Regions from separate parts of the Ovis aries genome. Here region 2 is linked to region 1. A link is a contact called in public Hi-C data. All regions are on one chromosome and are shown on one strand. The core of a region is the stretch at or near the end of the contact, and the rest is flanking DNA. Distances in the headings are between cores, read along the strand shown.

What was found. A called contact is a pair of places that touch in the nucleus more often than the background predicts.
Region 2: a Hi-C map of liver shows a contact between it and region 1, with 7 times the contacts expected there. The contact joins two enhancer-like sites. A contact is called at or near these places in 8 of 16 Hi-C or Micro-C datasets (blood, hypothalamus, liver and 2 more).

What each region holds. Positions count from the first base shown.
Region 1 is chr16:38,388,867-38,394,200 of ARS-UI_Ramb_v3.0, reverse strand. All of the region lies in intron 1 of CAPSL (calcyphosine like), which reads right to left. Among named protein-coding and RNA genes, the nearest start is that of CAPSL, 16 kb to the right of the region's middle. Within about 2 kb of position 2,585, at least 3 of the 54 cell types and tissues checked have an H3K27ac peak or open chromatin away from gene starts, as enhancers often do. A contact at or near this core is called in liver, where this site is marked.
Region 2 is chr16:38,565,968-38,571,301 of ARS-UI_Ramb_v3.0, reverse strand. SPEF2 (sperm flagellar 2) reads left to right here. Exons shown (of 37, transcript XR_003591923.3): 28 at 381-519; 29 at 3,830-4,059. Among named protein-coding and RNA genes, the nearest start is that of IL7R, 87 kb to the right of the region's middle. Within about 2 kb of position 2,106, at least 4 of the 54 cell types and tissues checked have an H3K27ac peak or open chromatin away from gene starts, as enhancers often do. A contact at or near this core is called in liver, where this site is marked.

The DNA of each region.
Region 1 (5,334 bases), core at 1,336-3,835:
CTCAGAAGCTCTCTTCCCATCACACAAAAATAAGTGTCATTTCTCCAAACACTTTTTGAGCCAATCTTACCTGCTTTATTCTTTTATCTAGAATTTTCCATATTCCCTTTGACTGCAGATTTAATATTCTCCTTTTGGGTCTAAAGATTAATTTTTGATGCCTCTGTCTTCATGGAGATTTTCAGTATTGGGCTTTGATGATTCCTACAAGTAATGAGTATGTTTTCCTGGGTTGACTGGGTTTCCCTGGTAGATCAGTGGTAAAGAACCTGCCTGCCAATGCAGGAGACATGGGTTCAGTCACTGGATTGGGAAGATCCCCTGGAGAAGGGAATGACAACCCACTCCAGTATTTTAACCTGGGAAATTCTGTGGACAGAGGAGCCTGGTGGGCTACAGTCCATGGGGTCACGAAGACTCGGACGTGACTGAATGACGAAGTACACATGAATGCCTGGATTGACTGGTTAGTGTCCATTAGCACCTAATAGGTTCTCAGGACAGAAAAAGGTAAATAGACTCTCTCTCCTGAACAATAGCTGTATCTTTTTTCTACAGTTTGCCTTTTGTGTTTTAAACATTCAGAAACAGGAGAGAGGGTGGCTGCAAGGAAGCACTCCACTTTTTAAGGTCCATGAGCAACGTACTAACTGTACTGACACTGCAGCCGGGCACTGAGAATCCATACAACCGTGGAAAAGCCACGGAGCTGGGAGCCTGGAGACCCAGGTTCTGAGCCTGACTGCAACCCACTCCTAGTGAGGTCTGAGCAAATCTTGGGGCCTCCGGTTCCTCCTCCTCTGTTAAATGAAAAGATTAGATTAAATGATCTTTAAATTTCAGCTCTGCTCCAAGAAACACTAATCTTCCTATGAGCCCATTGACCCAGTTAATTGGGGAGATTCTAGAAATTTCTTTTTCAGGACGAGCTGTGAATAAAAGGAACAAGAGAGCTTGATAGATATGCAAAAAAAGTAATAATAACATTCACAGTGCAGAAAATACTGGTGTTACAAGGGTACTGCCCTTGACTCAAATGCTCCCCTCTGCCCCCAGGCCCCCAGGTGCTGGAACTTCCTCCTTTCATCAGCAATGATGACCCTCTTGCCCTCCAGGGCTGCTCCCTCCAATACAACCCAGAAGGTCTCCCTGCAAAATTCTCAACCCAAAGGTTTGTATGTAGGGGACGAGCTGTATAGGAAATACCCAGTAGAGGCAAATCCATGGACAGAACACAGACGGGCTGCTGCCGAGGCCTGGGAGGGGGCCATGGGAGTGACTGTTTCATGGGACAGGCTTTCCTTCTGCAGTGCTGGCACTTGATACAGATGATGGCGGCACAACAGGGAGATTCAACCGTACATTTTCAAATGCCTGATTTTATCAGGTGTGGATTTCACCTCATTGTTTTGACACCCTATGAGCTAATTACTCCTATGATTCATATTTCACAGATAAAGAAACTGACGAGCACAAAAGTCAGGCAACTTGCCCAGCTCCCACCATCATCATGGCTCACAGAAATTCACACACCATCAGGACTGCAGAACCCCAAAAGGTCATCCAGTGCCCCACCTTCCTCTGGCGACATGGAAACTGGAGCTTGTTGGTTAAGGAACCTGCCCCCAAATCCCAGCCAACAGTGAAACTTGGGGCGTCAGCAGGGCTCCACCATCTTTGTGAATACTTTTTGTATAAAAGCATTTTAAAGTGCAATTTGATGGCCCCCAGGCAGAAGAGAGCAGGGTAGAGTCTAGGAAAACACCCCACCTGATCTGTCTTTGCAGACGTCCCTACCGAGTGACCCCACAAACAGTTACCTCCAGAATCTAAGCTGATATACCCAGGGAAAAATGACATTCTCTCCTGCCATCCAGCCTACCATGGTACTTCAAATGCCTGTGTTAACTAGCCTTTTTAATCATTTAATGACCCAGTTCATCAAGAAGTAGCTAATATTTGTGATATTTCAAATATCACATGTGATAGTTTCAAAAAGTAAAAGTGTTCGTTGCTGAGTCTATCCAACTCTTTGTGAACCTGTGGACTGTAGCTCACCAGGCTACTCTGTCCTGCGATTTTCCAGGCAAGAATACTGGAGAAGGTTGCCATTACCTTCTCCAAGGGATCTTCCTGACCCAGGGATCCAACCCAGGTCTGCTGCATTGCAAGCAGACTCTTCACTTTCTGAACCACCAGGGAGGCACCACTGGAGCAAATTACTCCAAGAAGCAAGCCCTTGATTGAACAGCTTAGAATCGTGAACTTGGAGTATTGAACTCCTCTAATTAGCAAGGCAGGAAACAAAATTTGCTAAGAACTGAGGGCTTTGGAAAATGGCAGGATGAGTCGAGTTTTGGTGAAGACCATACTCAAGCTTCTGAAGTCTGCATGAAGGTACCAGGGCAGAAGTCTGTTCCCAAACGTATTTCACCGGCATCACAGCACTGAACAAGCGTCCCTAACTCCAGACGACCCTCTCTCAGCCTGGAGGAGCCCGCGTGGGAACAAGAGAGCCCATCCAGCTGGGCCTGCGCGAAGCAAGAGGCTGCCCTCCGAAGCGCGTGACTGCAGCGCCACCTTGTGTTGGCATCGCGTCTGCGCCAGTTCTGTCCATTTCCTCAACAAATATCTAATAAGCTCTGGGCACTGGGCTAGGAGTCGGGCCGGAAGTGGGAAGACAGCTGAGCCAAGGGAACTCAGGAGATGCGGCTAAGCAGCCTTGGAGTGGGGCTTTCTCAGGATTTTTCAGAGGAGGTGAGGGTGGTAATCACCCAGGCCAGGGTCGTGGGAATGCGAGAAGCGAGAGAGCAGTTGTCTATTTCCCAAGTGCGAAGGCCAGAGTGAGGGGGAAAAAGAAAAGAAACGATGATAACTAGAGAAACAAAAGTATTTTAGTCTGATTGAAGACTAGGGGTGTCTGTAGTGGCGGGGGTGAGAAAGAGCCGTGGAGATCAGTCAGGGATTTGGGAAGGGGAAATTGGGAGAAAGATAAAACTGTGCAGGTGGGCAGGCATTATATCCCCTAGAGCCTCGGACACCATGGTAGTGAGTCTGGAGTCTGTCCTGAGGGGCAGGAGGCCACAAGTGTTTCAAGCGAGGGAGCAGCCGTTTGTACCACAGACCCCTCTGGATAAAGTGTGGGGAATGGACAGGAAGGTGGAACAGGCTGACTGTGGGAGGTGAAGCCAGACGGGCAACAACCAAATGAGAGCTCATGCTGCCAGGAAGGCGGTGTTGGCGGTGGGGGCAGAGAAGATAAAGAGATCCATCCAAGATGGAGAATAAGGGCCTACAGGCTGCGACGGGAGAAGGTCCCAGGCCCTACCCAGAGCTCTCCCTTGTAGCTTCACATCCCAAGCCCCATGGGGGCAGGCCTGGATATTTGGTGCACAGGATGAACCTCAGCAATACGTGAACCATGAACTTCCAGATGTTCAAGATGGTATTAGAAAAGGCAGAGGAACCAGAGATCAAATTGCCAACATCCGATGGATCACTGAAAAAGCAAGAGAGTTCCAGAAAAACATCTATTTCTGCTTTACTGACTATGCCAAAGCCTTTGACTGTGTGGATCACAATAAACTGTGGAAAATGCTGAAAGAGATGGGAATACCAGACCACCTGACCTGTCTCTTGAGAAACCTATATGCAGGAAAGAAAGCAACAGCTAGAACTGGACATGAAACAACAGACTGGTTCCAAATAGGAAAAGGAGTACATCAAGGCTGTATTTGTCAGCCTGCTTATTTAACTTCTATGCAGAGTACATCATGAGAAATGCTGGACTGGAAGAAGCACAAGCTGGAATCAAGATTGCCGAGAGAAATATCAATAACCTCAGATATGCAGATGATACCACCCTTATGGCAGAAAGTGAAGAACTAAAGAGCCTCTTGATGAAAGTGAAAGAGGAGAGTGAAAAAGTTGGCTTAAAGCTCAACATTCAGAAAACAAAGATCATGGCATCTGGTCCCATCACTTCATGGCAGATAGATGGGGAAACAGTGGAAACAGTGGCTGACTTTGTTTTTCTGGGCTCCAAAATCACTGCAGATGGTGATTGCAGCCATGAAATTAAAAGATGAGATGCTTACTCCTTGGAAAGAAATTTATGACCAACCTAGACAGCATATTAAAAAGAAGAGACATTACTTTGCCAACAAAGGTCTGTCTAATCAAGGCTATGGTTTTTCCAGTGGTCATGTATGGATGTGAGAATTGGACTATAAAGAAAGCTGAGTGCTGAAGAATTGATGCTTTTGAACTGTGGTGTTGGAGAAGACTCTTGAGAGTCCCTTGGACTGCAAGGAGATCCAGCCAGTCCATTCTGAAGGAGATCAGTCCTGGGTGTTCATTGGAAGGACTGATGTTGAAGCTGAAACTCCAATACTTTGGCCACCTGATGCGAAGAGCTGACTCATTGGAAAAGACCTTGATTTTGGGAAAGATTGAGGGCAGGAGGAGAAGGGGACGACAGAGGATGAGATGGCTGGATGGCATAACCGACTCGATGGACATGGGTTTGGGTGGACTCAGGGAGCTGGTGATGGACAGTGAGGCCTGGCCTGCTGCGATTCATGGGGTGGCAAAGAGTCGAACACGACTGAGCGACTGAACTGAACTGATGGATGGAGGCACATGCAGCAAAGCCAAAGGGGACTGGCCATGGTCACCATAGCTCCTGACATCAGACCCGGTTAAAGGCTCCGTCATCCCGCCGTCCTGAGACGCAGCTGCCTGCCACTAGCTAAGTAAGCTCTCTGCCTGCATTCCGGGAGCCTTTGTGGAATAGGTTACAGAAAGCTGAACATGCATGGAGGTCTGTCTCTTCATAATTCTCAGCAAGGTTCATGGAATCTCTCTTGCTGGATTCGGAGAAAAACTTGAAGAGAATCTTCAGGGATGAGAGAAATGCTCAAGTCCAGGGTTGCTCTTTATTGGGTTGTCTTTGGCGCCATCTAGTGGCATTGCAACCTCCCTTCCTGTGCCGGCTCTTTCTGTCTCTCTCTCTTTCTCTTCCCCTCCCTCCCTCTTTCTTCCCCGCCCCCCAACCCCCCATCTTATGCGGGGTTGTATGTATGCTAACAACCAACACCACAGGTGGATCTAGTTACAACAGATAGTGTTTGAGGGCAATAACTGGGGAAAATTGAACCATCTCTGCTGACTCCAATCTATTCAATTTACTGGTCATTACTACGTGGTAGATGGCAAAAATAACAGTGGTTCCTGAGGACGTTTCCCCATAGAAATTACTTCTCTAGAATAAATATTAGATCCCAGTGTGCAGAGTAGCCTAGCAGGTGGCTAGCATGTCCCCGTTCTGAGACT
Region 2 (5,334 bases), core at 857-3,356, 180 kb before region 1:
GAAGAACATGGTGTCGCCTTCCCAAGGTTCTAAGAAGAGAGATCAAGAGACTTAGTTAGCCTCCCCCTTTTTGAAATTCAGAAATTATCTATTTCTGTTTTCCCATCCCAATTTATCAAATGGTATATGATAAAGTGCAATTATATGTAAAATTGAATTATAATTTTTTACTTATAATAATAAGTAAACTGTCAAAGGACTCTACTACATGCTGTTTTGTTTCCAACGTGGATAGGTTATTAATTATCCATGTTAGTATATCAAAGATGTGCCAAAATTTCCACAAACTAAAGCATAATTGGTTCAAAATTGAATTTGGTTCATCAGAAAGTTCATGCCATATAAAACATTAAAAACATTTTTATTTCTTTTTTAAATAGAGATAGCTACACAGTTCCGACTTGAACTGATAAAGGTAAAAGCATTGGCTTTCCTGGAAGAGTTAGTAATAAAGGCGGTTGATGTATATAGACTCATGGACAAGTGGCTCGGTGAGAGGTACTTGAATGAAATGGCCAGGTAAAGAACTGCAAGACATTTTAAGTATTTTGAGTATTTACTTTGCTAATGCCTGAAGACTAAAATTGACCAAAAAATGTTAAGATGTTTACAAATGTGAATTATATTTATAAATAGAATTCTGACCTCCCAGGGACGGCAGAGCCTGGTGGGCTGCCATCTATGGGGTAGCACAGAGTCGGACACGACTGAAGCGACTTAGCAGCAGCAGCAGCAGCAGCAGCAGGAAATCACCTATATGCTTGTGTTGCTTCTTTTTAACCATAGTTAAGTCATGTATCAAAGGGCACTACTACACATTATTTATGATAGTTTGGTTCTCACACTGCTCCATGAGGACCTTAGTGTACCAGGTAAGCATATAAGCAATTTAAAATTATTCTTTAGACATGATATAAAATTTCATATCTTTCTAATGACAGGCATCTTATTAGTCAGGGCCAGTGAGCGGGAGATGGAGAAGGCATTTAGAGGAATGCTTTCCCCGTTAGGCTGATTCCCTCGTGACAGCCAGTTTACTTTTCTGTTAGATTCTACAGGCTTTTTAGATCCTCATTTGTAGTGAGGAACAGAACTGTAGTCTAGAGCAGAAACAGACCTGTGACCGATCATTGTTCTTTATGGGGAGGTACAGGTCCTTAGGGAACATCTCATCCTCTTAATTCTCCCCTGAAAGGTGTAAGAAAGCAACTCAGCAGAGCAGAAATGCCCTCAACAGTCAGGAGACCAAGAGATGGGGACTCTCTCCTTGTCCACAAATTACAGCACGCCTAATCACTTCCAACCCCACAAGCCTCATCTGTAAAAGAAAACACTCCAACCAGGCTCTTCTAGAGGTTTCTGCTAGATTCTGGGCCACACCACAGTTTTCAATAAACATTTACTGATAAGTTGTAAGTCACGGCATACATAGAATACAAACGGCAAGTGTTCTTAGAAGCAACGTGAGCCAGCTAGAAGATGGTTAGTATGGTTTGTTTTCTCCAGTTCTTGCCTCATTGTGAAAGTTCTGTTGTAAAATCCTCAGCTTCATTGTTTGTATCTAAGTTTCTCTCTCTCACACACACACACATGCACACACATACCCCTCAGCCTGGTCACCTCATTGCCATAATGCTTAAAATAATTAGACAGTTACTCATAGAACAGTGATGTACAGTCCTCATCTCTGCCTGCCACTTACAAATGAAAGCATATCTTATTCATTCTTAGGGTTCGCAGCGCCCATCCTTGTGGTCACTAAGTGTAAATGCTGACTTTTATCTGACAGGTGCATATTTCTCAGATGGGTTGTATGTGTGCGTCTCTCTCTGATACCTGAATATGGCCACAAGAAATGAAAACCTAGTACTGTTCAGCTATGCTGTTAGTTTTTGGTTCTTGCAAAAATCCTCCAGTGGCAAGAAAAAATTAATAGGGAGACCTAACGGATCTCTTTCAACTTCGAATCCCACTTTCATTCTCCTGGCATTTCTCCTTCAGTTCAGTTCAGTTCAGTTCAGTTGCTCAATCATGTCCGACTCTTTGCACTCTACCCTTTTGAGGGTACTCTTCATAACCTTCCACTAGATGGCGCACTTATTTTGATAACCTGGTTCTGGCTGGGTCTCTGCATGCATTTGGCGTCCCTCCTAACCCAGTGCCCCTTCTCTGCCCCACCCTACAAACACCATCAAGCAGAAAGTACCTAGATAATACCTACTATATGGGCACTCACAAACACCTCACTAATACAGTGTACTGGAATTAAATTCAAGATTGTCTTTTGAAAGAAAATGACTAATACGATTTTTTTGTTGTTGTTTATTTTGGTGTTCCTGAGTTATATACAAGCAGATTAAATATGCACTTTTCTGCCATGTTCAATCTTTATTGCAAGATATAAGATTCTTTCTGTATTACAGTGATATTTTAGTTATTGTATAAAACTTCTCTGGCCTTTAAAGTAGCCTTTAGTTAGATCCATAACTATAATCCCTCCTGCTGCTGCTAAGTCGCTTCAGTCGTGTCCAACTCTGTGCGACAGCAGCCCACTAGGCTTCCCTGTCCCTGGGATTCTCCAGGCAAGAACATTGGAGTGGGTTGCCATTTCCTTCTCCAATGCATGAAAGTGAAAAGTGAAAGTGAAGTCGCTCAGTCGTGTCCGACTCCTAGCAACCCCATGGACTGTAGCCTACCAGGCTCCTCCATCCATGGGATTTTCCAGGCAAGAGTACTGGAGTGGGGTGCCATTGCCTTCTCCGAACTATAATCCCTAAGAAAGCCTAAATCCATGCCCTATGTGATTTCAAATTAATAACCATAAGGTATGGAGTTATGTGTTTTGGGCTCCCTTGCAAAAATGAGGAATTTGGAGAGCTTAAGTCACTAACTCAAGGACCCAGGGCTGGAGACGGTGTACAATGAGAGCACAGCTTCCAGGGTTCTTTCCACTGCACCACAGTCACTCTAAACTGTGGCTGCTTATACCATGTGATTTAGCTGGGAATTACTATTCACCAGGTTTCCCAGATGACTCAGTGGTAAAGAATCCGCCTGCAATGCAGGAGATGTGGGTTCAGTGCCTAGGTCAGAAAGATTCCCTGGAGAAGGTAGCGGCAACCCACATCAGTATTCTTGCCTGGAGAATCCCATGGACAGAGGAGCCTGGTGGGCTACAGTTCATTGTGTCACAAAAGAGTTAGACACAACTAAACAATACCAACAACGTTATTCTCCATAAACATAGGAAAGCAATTTCAGCAGGCTTTGTCAGAGTCCATTCTGTCAAATGGGTCTTAGATAACATCAAACTCCTTGATATAAAGTTGGAAAAAAGCCATTTTTCTTGAAATCCATTATCAACTTTAATTCACTTTACATACAACTTGTCCTCATTTCAAATAAATGTGTTATACTAATAGTCATATTTTACAGGTTTTTCTGTCATATAACCTTATTCTGGTCCATATTTAGAATGAAATATATCTCTTGACATAATCTTGCCTAATACTAATAAAATCATTTTAGTGGAATCTCTTTTTGTTCAGTTTTGTATAAAATGTGGGACTAAAAAAATAAAATAAAATGTGAGACTATTAGCCCTGTAATGAGCATGTATTTTACTTCTAATCTATGTTTATTTATTTTTATCCTACCTTTGTACAAATGGACTTGAGGATAAATTAGAATTTTTAAACATGCAGACTGAATTTTCTAACTTAGCTATATTTTCTAATGTGTTAACTCTTTGTGTATATCTAGGAAGAAAACACTATTAATCTGATAGTATTTTCAATGAGGATAAACCTATTCATGTTTCTATTTTCAGTGTGGAAAAACTAACTGGGGTAGCTCGCTATCACATTGAAACATCAACCAAAATTCAGAATGAACTTTATTTAGACCAAGAAGACTTCTTCATTAATGGCGATATCAAAGTCTTTCCAGATCCACCTCCTCCGGTACGCCCTCCGCCTGTGGAAAAGGAGGAAAATGGCACCCTGACCATGGAGCAGCTTGACAACCTCCGGGATCAGTTCTTAGATATAGCGCCCAAAGGTAGGAAAAGTGATTATTGTGAAAAGAGGAAAAAAAAAAAAAAAGTTTGAGGTTAACCAGGAAGGCAATCACCTGTCCACAAGTAAGACAGCCTTCTGGGGTCGTGTGGTGCTAAAATGAGCCCTTGCTTCATTCTAATTTATCTAGTATTTGCTTCATACAACATAGATCTGAATTAAACAGAGCAAAACAGTGTCTAACACTTTGGCGGTATGGCGACTCTCATCCCTGGTAATTCTCCTCTTTGCTCTCCCTGCCCCTGGCTAGCCATTTGGCAAACTTGAGCATTACTTCATCTGGCAGTCAAGAGGCAGCCTTCATGCATCCTTCAAGTTTAAGTTTCATTGGGAATTTACTGGGATTATGAGCTATGTTTCTATCTTCCCCAACTAGTCTAGGGAGGGAGACCAGGGAGTAGAGAATTTCCCATTTATGCATGCCTTTTCCTTCCATGTTCTGTAGACCAAGAGTAGAACCTTTGTGAGCACATACTTGCTTAATCAATTGACGAATTAATCTGTTCACATGTAAGTGGACACATTATTTTCTGCACACAAATTCTTGATTTCCTTCACATTTTATTATTATGACTCTGTAACACCTACATAGGCTTTTTTTTTTTTTAAGCTTTGGATGTTTCTACTTATAGATATTCAGCAGTGAGTGCCGTCAACTGACAGCACACGTAATTCAGACAGAACATGGAGGATCATCATCTCCGTTTTATGGGTCAGGATACTGAGTGGCAGAGCAGTTGAGAACTTGCCTATGGTCACATAGCCCTCAGGACACTTCAGGTTCAAAGATCTTGTCCCTTCTCGCTGAACCAAGTTGCCTCACATGAAGAGGCTTGTCTTCCAACTTACTGTCTCCTACTTACTGGAAAATCATTTGCTTTTCCCTAGAGAATAGTCAGCTGACCTTTGTCCATTACTAACACAATTTTACTTTCATAATGGTTGTACTTCACTTATTTTTTTCAGTATCCCCAGAAAACCACATTAGATCTCATTAGTCAAGAGAGTATTGCTTTACTTTAAGCCTAAAGACTTTCTTGCTAAGCCCAGTGGGTGAAATAGATGTAACCACTGTATCCCTGGGTAGTCCCCTACCCTGGGAAGTGTCACCTCATCTAATCAGCTTGAGTGGGTCTACACCTCCAGGATATAAGAGGACAGCAACTCAGGTTGGCAGCATTTGAGCAGGGAGCAGAAGGCCCCAAAATATGGCCATCAGCAGCTACAGAAAAAAAAAAATCTCAATTTTATAGAGCCA